2 separate regions of the Rattus norvegicus genome follow, and region 2 is linked to region 1. The links are chromatin contacts, called in public Hi-C maps. All regions are on one chromosome and are shown on one strand. The core of a region is the stretch at or near the end of the contact, and the rest is flanking DNA. Distances in the headings are between cores, read along the strand shown. Region 1 has its middle 52 kb from the start of Hmcn1. Region 2 has its middle 97 kb from the start of Hmcn1.

Region 1 (7,225 bases), core at 2,919-5,418:
AGAAGAGATGAGTAGAGGAGAAAAGGTAGGGGTTGGGGATTTAGCTCAGTGGTAGAGCGCTTGCCTAGCAGGCCCAAGGCCCTGGGTTCGGTCCCCAGCTCCGAAAAAAAGAAAAAAAGAAAAAAAATGAAAAAAAAAATGAAAAGGTGAAAGTCTCAAGAAAGCCGCGTGGATGAAGGTTGTGAGCAGGGCATGAGAGGCAACACTTATAGAGGTTCACCCAGAAGTTTTCTTGGGACACTACAATAAACATTTGTGTTCTCATTGTTGGGCTGCGAGTGTGTGCATGTGTGCGTGTACGTGTGTGTGTGTGTGTGTGTGTGTTACTTTATTATGACTAATGACCTAGTTTACTTCTCTTTGCTCTGATAAACATTGACCAAAAGCAACCTAAGGGATTAAGTGACTTGTTTGGTTTACAAGTTACAGTCCATCATGGGGGAAGAGTGCTAGGGATGTCAGGAAGTCAAGTCAGAAATTGAAGCAGAGATTAGAGAAGAACCCTACTCATTGGCCTGCTTCCTCTGGCTTGCTCAGTTACTTTCTCATGTGATCTGGGAATCACATGCCCAGGAAAGGTAATGCCATACTAGGCTGGACCCTCCTATGTCCAATAGGAATTTTTAAATGCCCCCATAGCATGTCTACAGACCAACCAAGAGGAGGCAATTCTTCCACTGATGGCCCCTGTTCTGAAGCTAAGAATATAACATATCTTACTAAAGACACACATATATCCTGACTAAAGACTTTAGAAAAACTAACCTCCTAAAACTGAGGAGTTTCCCTAAGGCAAAGGACACCCTCAATGGGACAAAATGGCAGCCTAGAGAATGGAAAAGATCTTCACCAACTCCACATCTGGCAGAGTTCAAGAAGTTAAACACCAGCAAACCAAATAACCCAATTTCAAAAGAGTCAGAGAGTTCTCAACAGAGGAATCTCTAATGGCTGAGAAGAACTTGAAGAAGCATTCACTGTCTTTCGTCACCAGGGAAATGCAAATCAAATGACTATGTAATTCTATCTTACACCTAGCAGAATGGCTAAGATCAAAAACTCAAGTGACAGCTCATGCTGGCGAGGATGTGGAGCAAGGGGGACACTCCTCCCTTGCTGGTGGGAGTGCAAACTTGCACAACCACTGTGGAAATCAGTTTGGTGTTTCTCAGAAAATTGTGAATAGTTCTACCTTAAGACCCAGCTACACCTCTCCTGGGTATATACCCAAGAGATCCACACGATACCACAGGGACACTTGCTCAGTTACGTTCATAACAACTTTATTTGTAATAGAAGCTGAAAACACCCAAGATGCACTTCAACTGAAGAACTAAAGAAAACGCGGAACGATCTGCACAGTGGAACACTCTTCAGCTACTAAAAACAGGGACATCATGAAGTTTGCAGGCAAAGGATGGAACTTGAGAATATCATCCAGACACAGAAAGACATACCTGGCACGTACTCACTTATAAGTGGATATATTAGTCATAAAGTACAGGACAGCCATGCTGCACTCCACAGACACAAAGAAGCTAAGTCACAAGGAGGGCCCAAGGGAAGATGCATGAATCTCACTGAGAAGAGGCAACAAAATGTCATCGGAGGTGGATGGAGAGAGGGAACTGGATGGGAAAGGGGTAGGGAGGTGAACAGGGATGGACATCAGGTGTGGGAAGCGGGGAGAGTGCTGGGCGTGAGAATGGGAATTGGTTGGGGGCATCTCTGGGACTAGCAGGAGACCTGCGAGGGGGAGATCTGGGGAGTGACCCTAACTGAAATCCCTACCAGTGGGAGAGCCCAGACTGGACTTCCAGCAGAGGGAGTGGGGCATCAACCCACCCACAAAACCTGTCCTGCTTACCAGATATGCAGAAATAAAGAGCAGAAACAGCTGGCCAATGACTGCCCCAACATGAGACCCATCCCATGTCAGAAAGCCAGCCCCTAATGTGGTATTATTAATAATATTCTGCTATGCTTGCAGACAGGAACCTAGCGTAACTGTCTCCTGAGAGACTTCATCCAGCAGTGGATAGAAGCAGAGGCAGAGACCCACAGCCAAACATCAGGCGAACAGGCGAAGCTCGGGGAGTCTCATAGAAGAGTCAGGGATAAAATCGGGCAAGCAGGAGGGGTCAAGGACACCATAGGGAAACCTACAGAGTTAATTAACCTGGGCTCCCAGGGGCTGACACAGTCTGAACCACCAACCAAAGATCACACAGGGGCTCGACCTTGACCCCCTGCACATTTGTAGCAGACATGCAGCTTGCTCTTCATGTAGGTCCCCTAACAACTGGAGCAGACGCTGTCTCTGACTCTGTTGCCTGCCATTGGATCCCCTCCCCAACCTGGACTGCCTGGTTGGGTCTCAGTGGGAGAAGATGTGTCCTCTTGATGTCCCAGTGCAGAGTGGTGCCCACAGTGGGGATTGGGGGGCGGGGGGGTGCTTCTTCTCTGTGGAGAAGGAGAAGGGATAGTGGGGGGAGGGTGGGGTCTTGGAGGAGAGGAGGGGATAGCAACCAAGATGTAAAGTGATACATAAACGAATAAATGAAAAAGAAAAAGACAAAGAAATGAGGTGGGACAGCACGAACTCAGGCGGAATTCATAGAAAGGGGAAACTCAAGACAACATCCACAAGAGGGCGCCAAAAATCAGCAATCAGAGATCAGAAATAAACCAGGTTCAAGGGATTAGAATAGAATGGTACCTGGACAGTCAAACTGAAATTAAGAAATGGGCGTGTGTGGCGGGGGGTGGGGGGAGCGGGACAGATATGTGAGCAGGTTAGCTAAGGGAAGACAGTCCAGAATAAATATCAAAAGCACTGCTGTGGCAAGAGTCAACTTTCCTAAGGGAGTTCTGCTGCAAGGGAATAGCAGCCTACTTAACAGAATGCAGGGTCACGGGATCTACGGTTCACAGTCCAGTGATGGCCGTCTGGTTGGGAGGCATGAACTCCTCTGATGGATGAAGGCAGTAAGGGCTTGGGTTTGGGTAGAATTCAAGGAACAAGAATACATAGGAAGGAAATCTGTTCAGCAAGCTGGATGCCCAGGGCGAGAGCAGAAAGCAAGTGATACCCATGGCTCAGACAGTGTGGCTCAGTCAGTCAGTCGTAAGACTGTTCTGTGTGACCAGCCCTATGCCGTGAGCTCACTGTGAAGAACAGCCTTTCCGATTCCCTGTGAGAGAGCGTTAAGGGAGAAAGAAGAGTTTTGAAATGAATCTATGGAAGAGGTTTCCGATTGAGCCATCAAGCTTCATGGGAAATAAGGAAGATAAAGTTGTCAGATAAACCACAGTTGGGAGCAAAAGGCAGTGAATTGGTTGGGGTTCAGGATGGCCGTCTAGGAGGTGGGGCAGAGAGCAGCTTATACTGGAAAGGGTTTCCATTGGGGCAGGACAGGAGAGGCATTTGAACCAAATCAGAAAGGAAAATGGAGTCTTGGGCATGGTAGGCAGCGCTCGGTGTAACAATGTATCCTTAGGTGAGCAGCTGTGAATTGGCAGCTTGGCTTTTAACACTGACTTCATTATCCTGCTCCATAAGGAGTACTTTTAAAGTAACAAGTCCTATAGATTCCTGCAGTTATGTGTCAACTGGCACTTTTCCTTTTTTTCAATACCCCAGCCTCTCCCCAGCTCCTTGACCAATGTGAACCAGACAAGGAAAAGACAAGAAGCAGGGTCCTTAAGCTGAGTGAAGACTTTTGAGCAAGTTGCAGCAAAAGAATTGATGTGGGAGTGGTTGAGGGCCTTAGGTTTTCAGTGGACAGCCTCAAAGGCCTGGTGAACATGGACTAACCATTAACTTACTTTGCTGGAAGCAATGGGATGATCCTAGTGGTGGATACTTGGCAGGTAAATGAAATGCTATTTGGGTCCTCACTGAAGCCTCATTAAGAGGTTATGTAATAAAGGAAGACACTCTGGGGATAGCAAGGCCACTGGATGCCTCTCAACACTATGACCTTCCCACCTCTCGGGTGTGGCCACCAGCTCTTTCCACCAAGTGCAGGGGCTGCCTGCTCAGGACCTTCCTTTACCACAGAGAAGTTGCCAGTTGACTTTCCTCCCCATGGGGAGAATCATGAGGAAGTTCAGTTGGGGTCAAAGAGGTTTGTTTTCTTCTTCCAGGGCTTAATCTACAAACCAAGTTGTTCTGCCAAAAGGCAGGAAATGCTAATTGTCTGTCGGCATTTCTGTTTCCCTAACACAAGCACCCTCTTAGGGCCTGTGCCTGAGCCACACTTAAACTTCACGTAGGTATTTGTTTTTTCCTGGACCGGTGGCTGGATCAAGGCCTGAATCTATGAAACCATTTGTGAGAATTTCTAGGTGAAGGTGGTTGTCAGGTGGATGGTACTGAGTTAAGCTGAGGTCAACCAGTCCCTTTCAGGCCTGCTGTTCTCTAAGTACTGTAACTATGTTGCTGACATTTTACTACCAGTAAGTAAGTAAGTAAGTAAGTAAGTAAGTAAGTAAGTAAATAAATAAATAAATAAATAAATAAATACAAACAAGGTTCAAGGTTGAAATTCTCCAATGAAGAACTGAAGAACAGGCATCCTGTTAGTGAGCCTGGATTGTGCGTGATCTGGCCTGGGTCTAGTAACAGTATCTCAAATGTGAAGGTTTATTAAAAATAGGGCTCCAGGGGTTGGAGAGTTGGCCCATCATTTAAGAGCATTTGCTGCTCTTTCAGAGGACCCCAGTTCAGTTCCCGGCATCCCAGTTGGGTGGCCCACAATCATTCATAACTCTGGATCCTGGCATCAGCACACACGTGGTATCCACTCACACACACACACACACACACACACACACACACACACACACACACAGAGAGAGAGAGAGAGAGAGAGAGAGAGAGAGAGAGAGAGAAAAGAGAGAGGGACTCATATTTTTTAATTATTTTTTTTAATAGAACTCCCAAAGTATTGATAAACTTCTGGTTGTTTCTTTGGGCAATTAAAACTGCAATGTACTATTTAAATGCAAAAACATATTAGATGTTAAGGGGGTCATAGTGAGAAAAGTGGTATCTAGACAGAAAGTCAAATGAAAATCATGGAGTCATAAATCAATGCTGTCCTCTTGTTTGCTGAATGAGGACAGTATACAGTGACAAAAACTCGTCCTGTAGTGAGCCAAAGTCACAAGTCCTCTTGTCTGCACAGTTGAATGTGCTGCAGATGATTTGAGGCCATTGTGCCTTCTCCTTGCTTGCACATTTGTTACTTCATATTTACCAAGATTCCCAGTGAGGCTCCACTGAAGGGCACGGCTCTCTGGACTGCCTTCAACATTACCCAACTTTATCATCATCAGCATCAGCATCAGCATCACCATCATCATCATCATCATCATCATCATAGTTGACCTCTATGGTCAACTTGAGCATAACTGTAAAGAGTTCAGAATCCCCTAAGCAATTTCCTTTATACCCATGACCTCTTCCTTGGACTTCATTTCTCCTCAGCTCCTAGGGGTTCCATCTTTTAAACTCTTATTTTCACTTTAGTATGGCATCGTGCTTGGCCCTTGCCTTTGTGCCCTTTGGAATCTTCGTCTTTGTCAGCCGGCATCTGGTAAGAGACAATGCGTAGTTGGGTGACGTGGTGACTCTGCTAAAATGAGCAGTGCTTCTGAGGAGAGCATAGGAAACCAGCTCCCTCCAAATGTGAGATATGCATTTGTTAGCTTGAAGGACAGCCACCATCTCCTCTAGATTCTCCCATCAAGGTATTCAGTCCTGATGTCTTCATACCAGGAGAATGAAAGGTCATTCCCATGGGTTAGGAATGGCTGTCTTTTCTTTTCTTTTTTTAATACATGAATGATATGAAGAGTCTCAATGGTATTTTACACATGCATTTAATATTCTTTAATCATGGACACCTTTTAATCACCCACCCTTCCTAGTCCCCCCTTTCTCTCCTCTTTCCCTCTCATATCCCAACACTTCCCCCTTCTACTTTCCTTTTTTTTTATTCTCACCTGCTATTTCACACAGGAGATAAAGCACTCGATGTTTATTTCTATAGAAATGACTTATTTCACTGCCATGAGGTTCCCAGGTCCCACCTACCTTTCTGCAAATGGCGCCGCTTCAATCTTGCTTATGCTTGAATGAGTCTGTGACATAGGGACACCACAGTTACTTCATTTGTCTGCTTGATGGACACCTGGGTGGATCCCACACCTCAGCCCCTGTGGCTACTGCGGCTGTGAACACGAGTGTGCCGGTAGCTCTGTCATATGACGACTCTGGGGCACATAGACCCAGACGTGCTTAATTCGAGTCATGTGGACCAGTGCGTATCTGAAAACGGTAAATGCATATTAATTAATGTCTAGAAGAAGACTGTGAGAGCTGAAGGAAGTCAGAAGGCTTTGGCGACTGCAGCATCAAAGAATGAACACTAAATGAGACTCACTACGGAATTCTGAATTCAAATATATTCTGCACTCTTAAGGATCGTTAAAAGTAAATGTGATAATGTCCTCATCCAAGTCACTCGAAGTTCTTATTGCTCTGAAAACTGAACCTCACACTGTGCATAGCCAAGCTGTCTTCAGGGGGAAGGGAATTTTGCTTTACAGGAAGTGGTTTTTATTACCTCCCCGCCCCCAGAAATTACAGGGAAAGGGCAAAAGCAAGCTGTCCCGTACAAAAATAATTATTGTAGTATCAGCATAAAGCTTGACTACAGACAGCACCGGCATGCTTTGTGTTCAAAGCATTATCTTTACAACAATGAGTATCTTCCAGAATAATTATGGGTTTTACCGAAAATGCTTCCCTTCAGTGACACAAATGTGAGCGAGTTTATAAACAATGACTCGTGATCACTTACGACTCAAACAAGCCAGTTGCGTGCATACCTTTTATTCAGGGCTGGTAATGCCTTCCAGAAATCTCTTTGGATTCTCCGCCTCTGTCAACCAATTGGCTTCATGGCCATTGAGTCCATAAAGCTCAGGAATCCACCGCAGCTCGGTTCACAATGAGGTCGACCACCTGACACGAAGCCGTGTGCAGACGTGACAATCCCTCCGCGGGACCGTGCTAACCTGACCCAACAGGACGCATTAGTGGAATACAATTGTGGGCTTACGGAGTGAGTCCAGCGAGCCACTGAACACGAGGTATCTCCTAATTCCTCTGCTGTTTAAAGACTCGTTTGATTTGTTTGCCCAGTGAACATAA
Region 2 (7,225 bases), core at 2,537-5,036, 45 kb after region 1:
ATCAAAACAATAATTTAAGTTTCTCCCCCACTCCTAGCCCCCATTTCTCTTTTTGAGACAGGCTCTCACTCTGTAGCCCAGGCTATCCTTGCACTCAACCCAGTCCTCCTGCCTTAGTTTTGTGGCTGTAAATTTTTTTTATTTAGGGGTATGAATGTTTTGCCTGTGCACCGTGTGTATAATATTCATGGAGGCCAGCAAAGGACATCCCATCATCTGCAACTAGAGTTAGAGACAGTGGCGCACCACCACGTGAGGGAAAGAAACCAATCCCGAGTTCTCTGCAGGCAGCAAGTACTCCTGTCCACGGCGCCATCTTTGTAGCCCCAGTCTTGGTTACTTTTAGGAATGTTATTTATAAGCACTGAGAGATATGTGTAATATATTGCTTATGGGTTAGGTGTGAATAGCTTTCAGATTACGAGCAGAGACTAAGAATGGTCTCTGAGACAGGCATAGCAGGATATACATATATATACACATATATGGTGTGTGTGTGTGTGTGTGTGTGTGTGTGTGTGTGTGTGTGTTATGTTATTCCAGGACCCAAGAGGCTGATGCAGGAAAATCAGAAGTTTAATGCCAATTTGCACTGTATAGTATAAATGGAATTTTGTTGGAAGAACTGAACTTTACATAAGGTTGATTAAATCAGTTTGTAGGGAGGTTGGAATACTGCAGATCCAGAGCCTAAACTTTATTACGGGTTACCTTTGCCACTTTTCAATATCAATCCCTCGCCCACTTCTGTATCTATGACTAACAGATAAGTCTTTTAGAAGGTGCAAAATTGACAGACCACTAACTGTCTGTCGCCAACCAAAAAACTAAGGTGTCATCAAATAGTACACCTCAGGCCTATAGAAATTCCCCTGCCTGTCCAACCTACCTGGTATTTCCCGTCATGTATTTCAAGACTCTCTAAATGCTAAAGACAGGAAGAAGAGAGGAGGAGGAGGAGGAGGAGGAGGAGGAGGAGGAGGAGGAGGAGGAGGAGGAGGAGGAGGAGGAGGAGGAGGAGGAGGAGGAGGAGAGAAAGGAGGAGTGGAGAGGGGAGGAGGGAGGGAAAAAGAAAGATAAAAACAAAAAGGGCAGAGGAAAGAAAAAGATGAAAGGGAAGTGTTTTTTCGTCTGGACAGGACCCTCTGCTTGGCTTTGACAGCAACGGAAGCCTACGGCAGGCAGGGAGTGTAGAACTATCCTCAAGAAAATGAGGGACACCTGCTCTCTCTCCCTGTAGTTCTCAGGCAGGGGAGCTGTAGATGGTAAGGTCCTTCAGGAGGTGAAAGCAAACATACTTCTTGGGGTGCTCTTCTTTTAACGCGTCTGGGTCATTGTTTCCAACAGCTTTAAGCCCCACAGTGAGAGCTCAGATTTTTGTTCCTTACGAACAATTTAAAAATATATGTGCTTAAGTGGATATAAATACATACAGTTTAATGAACACACGTGTGCGTGCTTCCCAACTGAAGTAGCATAAACCAACAAGGAAGTTTTGTGTGTTTCTTCATTAGACAGAGAATCTATCTTTATGACGCCAAAAAGTCCATGGAGTGACTTTTCTACTCCAGCTTCCAAAGCTGCTACGGAAAGGCAGAAATGAAAGTCACATTCGAGAGTTTCCTGTTCTAGCAATACTTGTCTTCAGATTCTAACAGTTTGTTGTTACATTATTATTATTATTATTATTATTATTATTATTATTATTATTATTATTATTATTATTACTATTACTATTACTATTATCACAGTGGGTGTGTGGGTGGGTTTCACGGTCTCAGAGCACTTTGAGATCCGACAGTTTTTTCTCGTCCCTGTCGCCATTTTTCAGTGCCCTCTTTGGCCTTCTTCTGTCCTCCTCATCCTATGAGTCTTTTCTAAAAACTCATAAGAATGTTATTTTTCATCCTCTGCTTTGTGAAAGGTTTCTGCGAGGTGAAACCTGGCTTGGCACGTTGGCGACGCCCGGTTAGTTTCTCCCAACAGTGGCCGCTAGGGGGAGACTCAGAGATTGCTCCTTCCGCGTTTCACCTGTTTGCCTTGGCAATGGTCCTCCATCCTGTGATGGGCAATTGGTTTCAGCCTCCCGGCTTTATTTCCAGAACTCTTCGAATTGATTTGAATGTATTCTGTGGTAAATGCAGATGCTAACTAGCATTGGCTGGGAATCCCAGCGCTCCAGAGCCCCTCAGACATAGCTCCTGCTGGCTAATGTCAAGCTCTCACCCCAACTCCCAGGATCCTAAAAATAGGGGTTTCTGAAGGACTAGATAAGAGAGAGGGAAGCACTGGAAAAAGCTTACGACTGACTCGGGTCTTAAGAGGCAGCAGCTTTTACTGTCTCTTTTTTTACTTCTGCACCTCCCTCTTCGGCTTTTCGTTACTCCGGTGCCTTATCTAGCACCTCACAGCTCCTTACACTAAATCCTCGCAGTCAAATGTGTTAAGGCTTAAGGCAGCTTCTGCTTTCCGGAGTGGGTCTTTGTGATTCATCACTGACCCCCAAACCACTTTATTTTGGTGCCTGAAACATGTTCTCTAAATGATTAGCATGTCTGGATACAGCTCTCTGGAAAACGGGCGCAGGACAATAGAAAACTGGCCGGCACAGAAGCCCGGCTCTTGCAAGCCCTGTGCTCACCAGAGCTGTGTTCCCACTGCTTGTATTCCGTCCTTCCAGTACAGTCCTGGTACAATACCCCCTGCTTCTTGCCAGCTCAGAGCCCACCCACATGCTGCTCCTCTTGCCGGAGCACTCCTCCAGACCGGAAGTGGTTCAGGCCTACTCCTTTTTCAAATCTAAACTCACCTATTGCTTCTTAGGAGAAATTTTCCCCAAACTTCCATTGTGAGATCCGGCATTTTCACAGTACCTTGCAGCTCTTCTAAGAATCGGGTTTAAATAAATAATTGACCACTTCACTGTTCCGTGTTGGGATGTAAATTAGGTGGCCCCTAAGGCACCTTGGGGGCAAGTGGCCTGAAAGAACAGAGCGGAGCAACACTGGAGCCAGGCTTCTAGGCCTTAGGATTGCATCAGCTCCACTTTGAACAAAGTAAAAGAACAAAGCCAGCAGTCTAACCGTAAAGACACAACTTAGATAGGCAGAGCAGCCAGCCTCTGGAGAACTGCTGCAGACCTCGTGTGTTATCAGAGCACAGAAAAGGACAAATTCCCAAGGCCAGGATGATAAGGAAAACTGCTGGGTGGTTAAGACTCAGGAAGGACCTTGAAGGTAGTCTGGGAAGGCACTAAACACCGGAGGAGGAGGGGGGAAGGAAGGACCCTTGTTTAACACACAATAAATAAATGATCTATAACTCCTTCACTCTCCATGATATTTAAAGGGGGGGGGGGGGAGCCAACAGCAAAAAAAAAAAAAAAATCTTTTAAGTTGTGAGGTTTGGGTTTTTTGTTTTTTGTTTTTTGTTTTTTTTTTTAATTGAGATTTTTAAAGACTTTCTCCCCAGCCACAAAGTAAACACAGTTGTCAGTTTCTTATGAAGCCCTTGAGGGACAATCTCAAAAAAGGCCAGACACGGAGGCATGCCAAGGTTCTGTGTTCCAAGTGGCAGGCCACTGCAGGAGGGTGTCAGGACACATCACAGCCAGTGGCCGCTGTGGACACACAGGGACAACACTGTCACTCCAGAAGAGGCATTTGTCCTGCAGAGGCAGGCATCGAACCTGTGACCCGAGGCTGACAGGGAGCTCAAGACTCCAAAGACCAGAGGGAAGGAATCGGGTTCGCCTGGCAAAACTGTTCAGAGGCAGGGCCCTAAGAAGTCGCTTGTGGAAATGCGTCCGGAAATTGAGCTGTTATTGTTAGCATAGAGGAAAAGCAGAGTCTGTGAAGGACAGGCTCATAAAAAAAAACCCACAGGGGTTTTTAGAAAAGAACAGGAAGACAGCTGGATGCAGTCTGAGCCTGAACTAAGTTTCAAGTCAGTCAAATGCTTCTGCCACGTGAGACACTTGGATTTGATAGCTATCCTCTTGGCAAATGATCAGAGCTGTTCTTTGGGTTTGAAAATGTTTTTGCCTGGTTTTGCATGGCTGTTTTCTTGGGTTTTTTTATTATTTCATAATAAGCCTTGATAATTTTATTTAAAAGAATTTCATTCCATCAATATGTAAATGGTTGAGTGAAGTCTATGAATATTCGTGCATCACTTTTGCAAAAGTGAAATTCTACAGTATATGCTGAGGTTTGCATGTTTCCTTGGTCTTTCTTGTAAGAGGGCTGGTCTTGAACCTGGGACCCTGCCCATGTTAGACATGAAGTCTGCCACTGGCTATGTCTATGGCACTAAGGAACATGCTGTTCCTTTTTTTTTTTAAGATTTATTTATTTATTATATATAAGTACACTGTAGCTGTCTTCAGACACCCCAGAAGAGGACATCGGATCCCATTACAGATGGTTGTGAGCCACCATGTGGTTGCTGGGAATTGAACTCAGGACCTCTGGAAGAGCAGTCAGTGCTCTTAACCGCTGAGCCATCTCTCCAGCTGCTGTTTCATTTTTGAAGTTTTCTTTTCTTTTCATTTAAAGTTGCCCTGTCGTAGCTAATGTTGAGCACAGAACTCATTGTTATGGGACACCGTTATCCTATACCCTGTGTGTACAAGTTACGCACATGAGTGCTGTACCTGCAGGGGTTAGAAGACTGCATTAGATCCCTAGAGCTGGAGAAAAAGGCTGTTGTGAGCCAGGGGATGTGGGTGAACTCGGGTCCTCTGCAAGAGCAGCACGCACTCCTAACTGCTGATTCATCTCTCCAGCCCCCAACACGAACTTGTTTCCATTGAGTACCGTGTTGGAACCTCTCCGACAGCAAATACTTCATCATTAGCCATCAGTTTTCAAAACTGCGGAGAGGGAGGTCTAGAGGACGGACAGAAACAATCTATTGACACTTCAGAGGAAAGAAATCACTTAGGAAAAGCACCCATTGAGCATCCAGCGTCATGTAACACCCTCTAAAGAAGCCAGAGGCCATGTGGACCCTGACTATCAGGAGGTGACTCTGTAAGATACACACAGTGACTCCTGAGAACCATAACTTTAGAAAAGGCCTATTTCTAAAACTGCTTCAGGACGTCTTGCCCTCTGGAGAGCAGTTTTGAATACATCATTTGCTACTCCAGAACAATCCAACGATTTGCCCAAATCAGCTACCTTCAGATATGCTTTGATTCTCAGTTGGCACGCAGTAAGCAAGCATATGTGTGGGCCGCAGTGCGACATTGTGATAGATGTTTGCTTACAGCGTGTGGGGATCAGATTGGGGCAGTTGACCCTGCTCTCGGACATTTGTCATTGCTTTCTGTTAGGGACATTTGAAATTCCCGTCTGTAGCAGCCACGGGTAGCATGTAATCAGTTATTCTCAGTCACCGTCATCCTACCGTGTGGCTGAATATTAGAGGCTATTGGTTCTACTCGCCCTTACCCTTCTACCACAAGCAACCCTGTCCTCCTCCTCCTGCCTCCACCCGTTCCCAAGTTCCAGGAACCGCCTTTCTCTCTCTACCTCTCTGAGATCAGAAACAGGGATAAACTGAAGGACATTACATTAATGAAACAAGTCAGGTGCAGAGTGGCAAGTCCCACTTTGTTCTTACTTAGACATAGAAAAGCCAAACTGACTGCTTTGGGTTAATGATTAAGGTTGATAAGCATCTCCCTCTCGACCTTATCATTCCTATTTACATAAAACTCCCCCCCCCCCCCCCGCCTTTCCTCTACTCTCAACCCACAACAAACTTTATTAAATGAAGATTCAGGCCCTGCTCCCTCCACTCCTGCATCCAAACACTGATTTCCCAACACACTCCCGTTTGTCTGGGGACCCGACTTTCATTCTCCCTTGACGGCTTCCCTACATCCTGCCCTCATCTTTCTAACACCACCCTCATCCCCCAGCAAAGTTTCACACGTTCCCTCCTCTTTCTCCTCAACATTTTCTCTTCTCTTGGCTTTCATGACTCTGCATTCTCCTGCTTTTCCTTCAGAATCGCTGGCTGCTCTTTCTTGGGTTCTTTTGCCAAATTCTTCTGCCACTTTTAAAGTTAAATGTCCCGGGGCGGGGGGGGTGGGGTGGGGGATGCCATCTGTTCTCTCTCTGCATTTCTGCCTTAGTTCTCTCTGTGCAACCCAGTGGCTGGAAAGGACATTCGTATGCTGATGACTGTGAAGGCTGCGTTTCCGGGGTGAACCCACCCAACCCCCCCAAGTTCCAGGTTCTGTATTCTGGCAACTCCAGAACTTCGAACTTAAACACCGGCTTACACTCTTCCTCCCCACCGCTCCTTCAGACTCAGTCTCTCCACATCTCAGGAACGTATTGATTTCCTAAGTGCAGTAGGTTTTTTTTGGGTTGTTTTTTGTTTTTGCTTTTTTGTTTTTTGGGTTTTGTTTTTGTCTTTGTCTTTGTTTACTCATTCTTGTGACAAAATACTTAACAAGAATATTTAAGGGAGGGTTTGGTTTTTTTGTTTGTTCGTTTGTTTGTTTAATATAGTTTGAAGAGACACAGTCCATCGCAATGGGTAAGGCATGGTGGCAGGAAGGCTGGTTACTTACATTGCAAGAACAGTGAGGAAGCAGGGACCAGGGACCAAAAGTGGGGTGAGACTATAAAACCTCAAAGCCCACCCCTTTCCTCAGCAAGGTTCCCCCCAAAAGTTCCAGAGTCTTTACACACAGTGTTCCAATACATGAGCCCATGGGGACGTTCCACATTCAAATCATAAAACTCCTAGTTTTCATGTCTGTCTGTTTCCTTCTCTGCCTACCACTAACCTCACACTTTTATTTTTATTGGATTTTTTAAAATTTACATTTCAAAGGGTATCCCCTTTCCCAGTTTCCTGGACATAAGCCCCCTATGTCACCCCCCTCCCCTTCTTCTATAAGGGTGTTCCCTAACGTCACACTTTAAGAAATGCTAGAAGATCTCTCTCCAGACTCTGTATTCACCAGCAATATGATCTGAAAGTGACTCAATTCCTCCAAGCATCAGTCTTTGTCCATACTGCAGTCAAGCCATGAGGGTATAAAGGAGATGTCCCCTATCACCTTGGACATTTGAACACTTGGTCCCCATATGGTGGTGATGTATTCAAAGGATTATGAGGTATGATCCTACAAGAAGAAGTATATGACTTGGGGTGGGCTTTGAAGTTTCGAAAGCCACATGACATTCCCAATCAGTTCTTT

The links. Hi-C and Micro-C count contacts between places; a contact is called where the count stands out from the background.
Region 2: a Hi-C map of liver shows a contact between it and region 1, with 3 times the contacts expected there. The contact joins two enhancer-like sites. A contact is called at or near these places in 4 of 12 Hi-C or Micro-C datasets (kidney, liver, prefrontal cortex and 1 more).

Annotation. Positions count from the first base shown.
Region 1 is chr13:65,683,178-65,690,402 of GRCr8, forward strand. No RefSeq gene overlaps it. Among named protein-coding and RNA genes, the nearest start is that of Hmcn1, 52 kb to the left of the region's middle. Within about 2 kb of position 4,169, at least 4 of the 93 cell types and tissues checked have an H3K27ac peak or open chromatin away from gene starts, as enhancers often do. A contact at or near this core is called in liver, where this site is marked.
Region 2 is chr13:65,728,210-65,735,434 of GRCr8, forward strand. No RefSeq gene overlaps it. Among named protein-coding and RNA genes, the nearest start is that of Hmcn1, 97 kb to the left of the region's middle. Within about 2 kb of position 3,787, at least 6 of the 93 cell types and tissues checked have an H3K27ac peak or open chromatin away from gene starts, as enhancers often do. A contact at or near this core is called in liver, where this site is marked.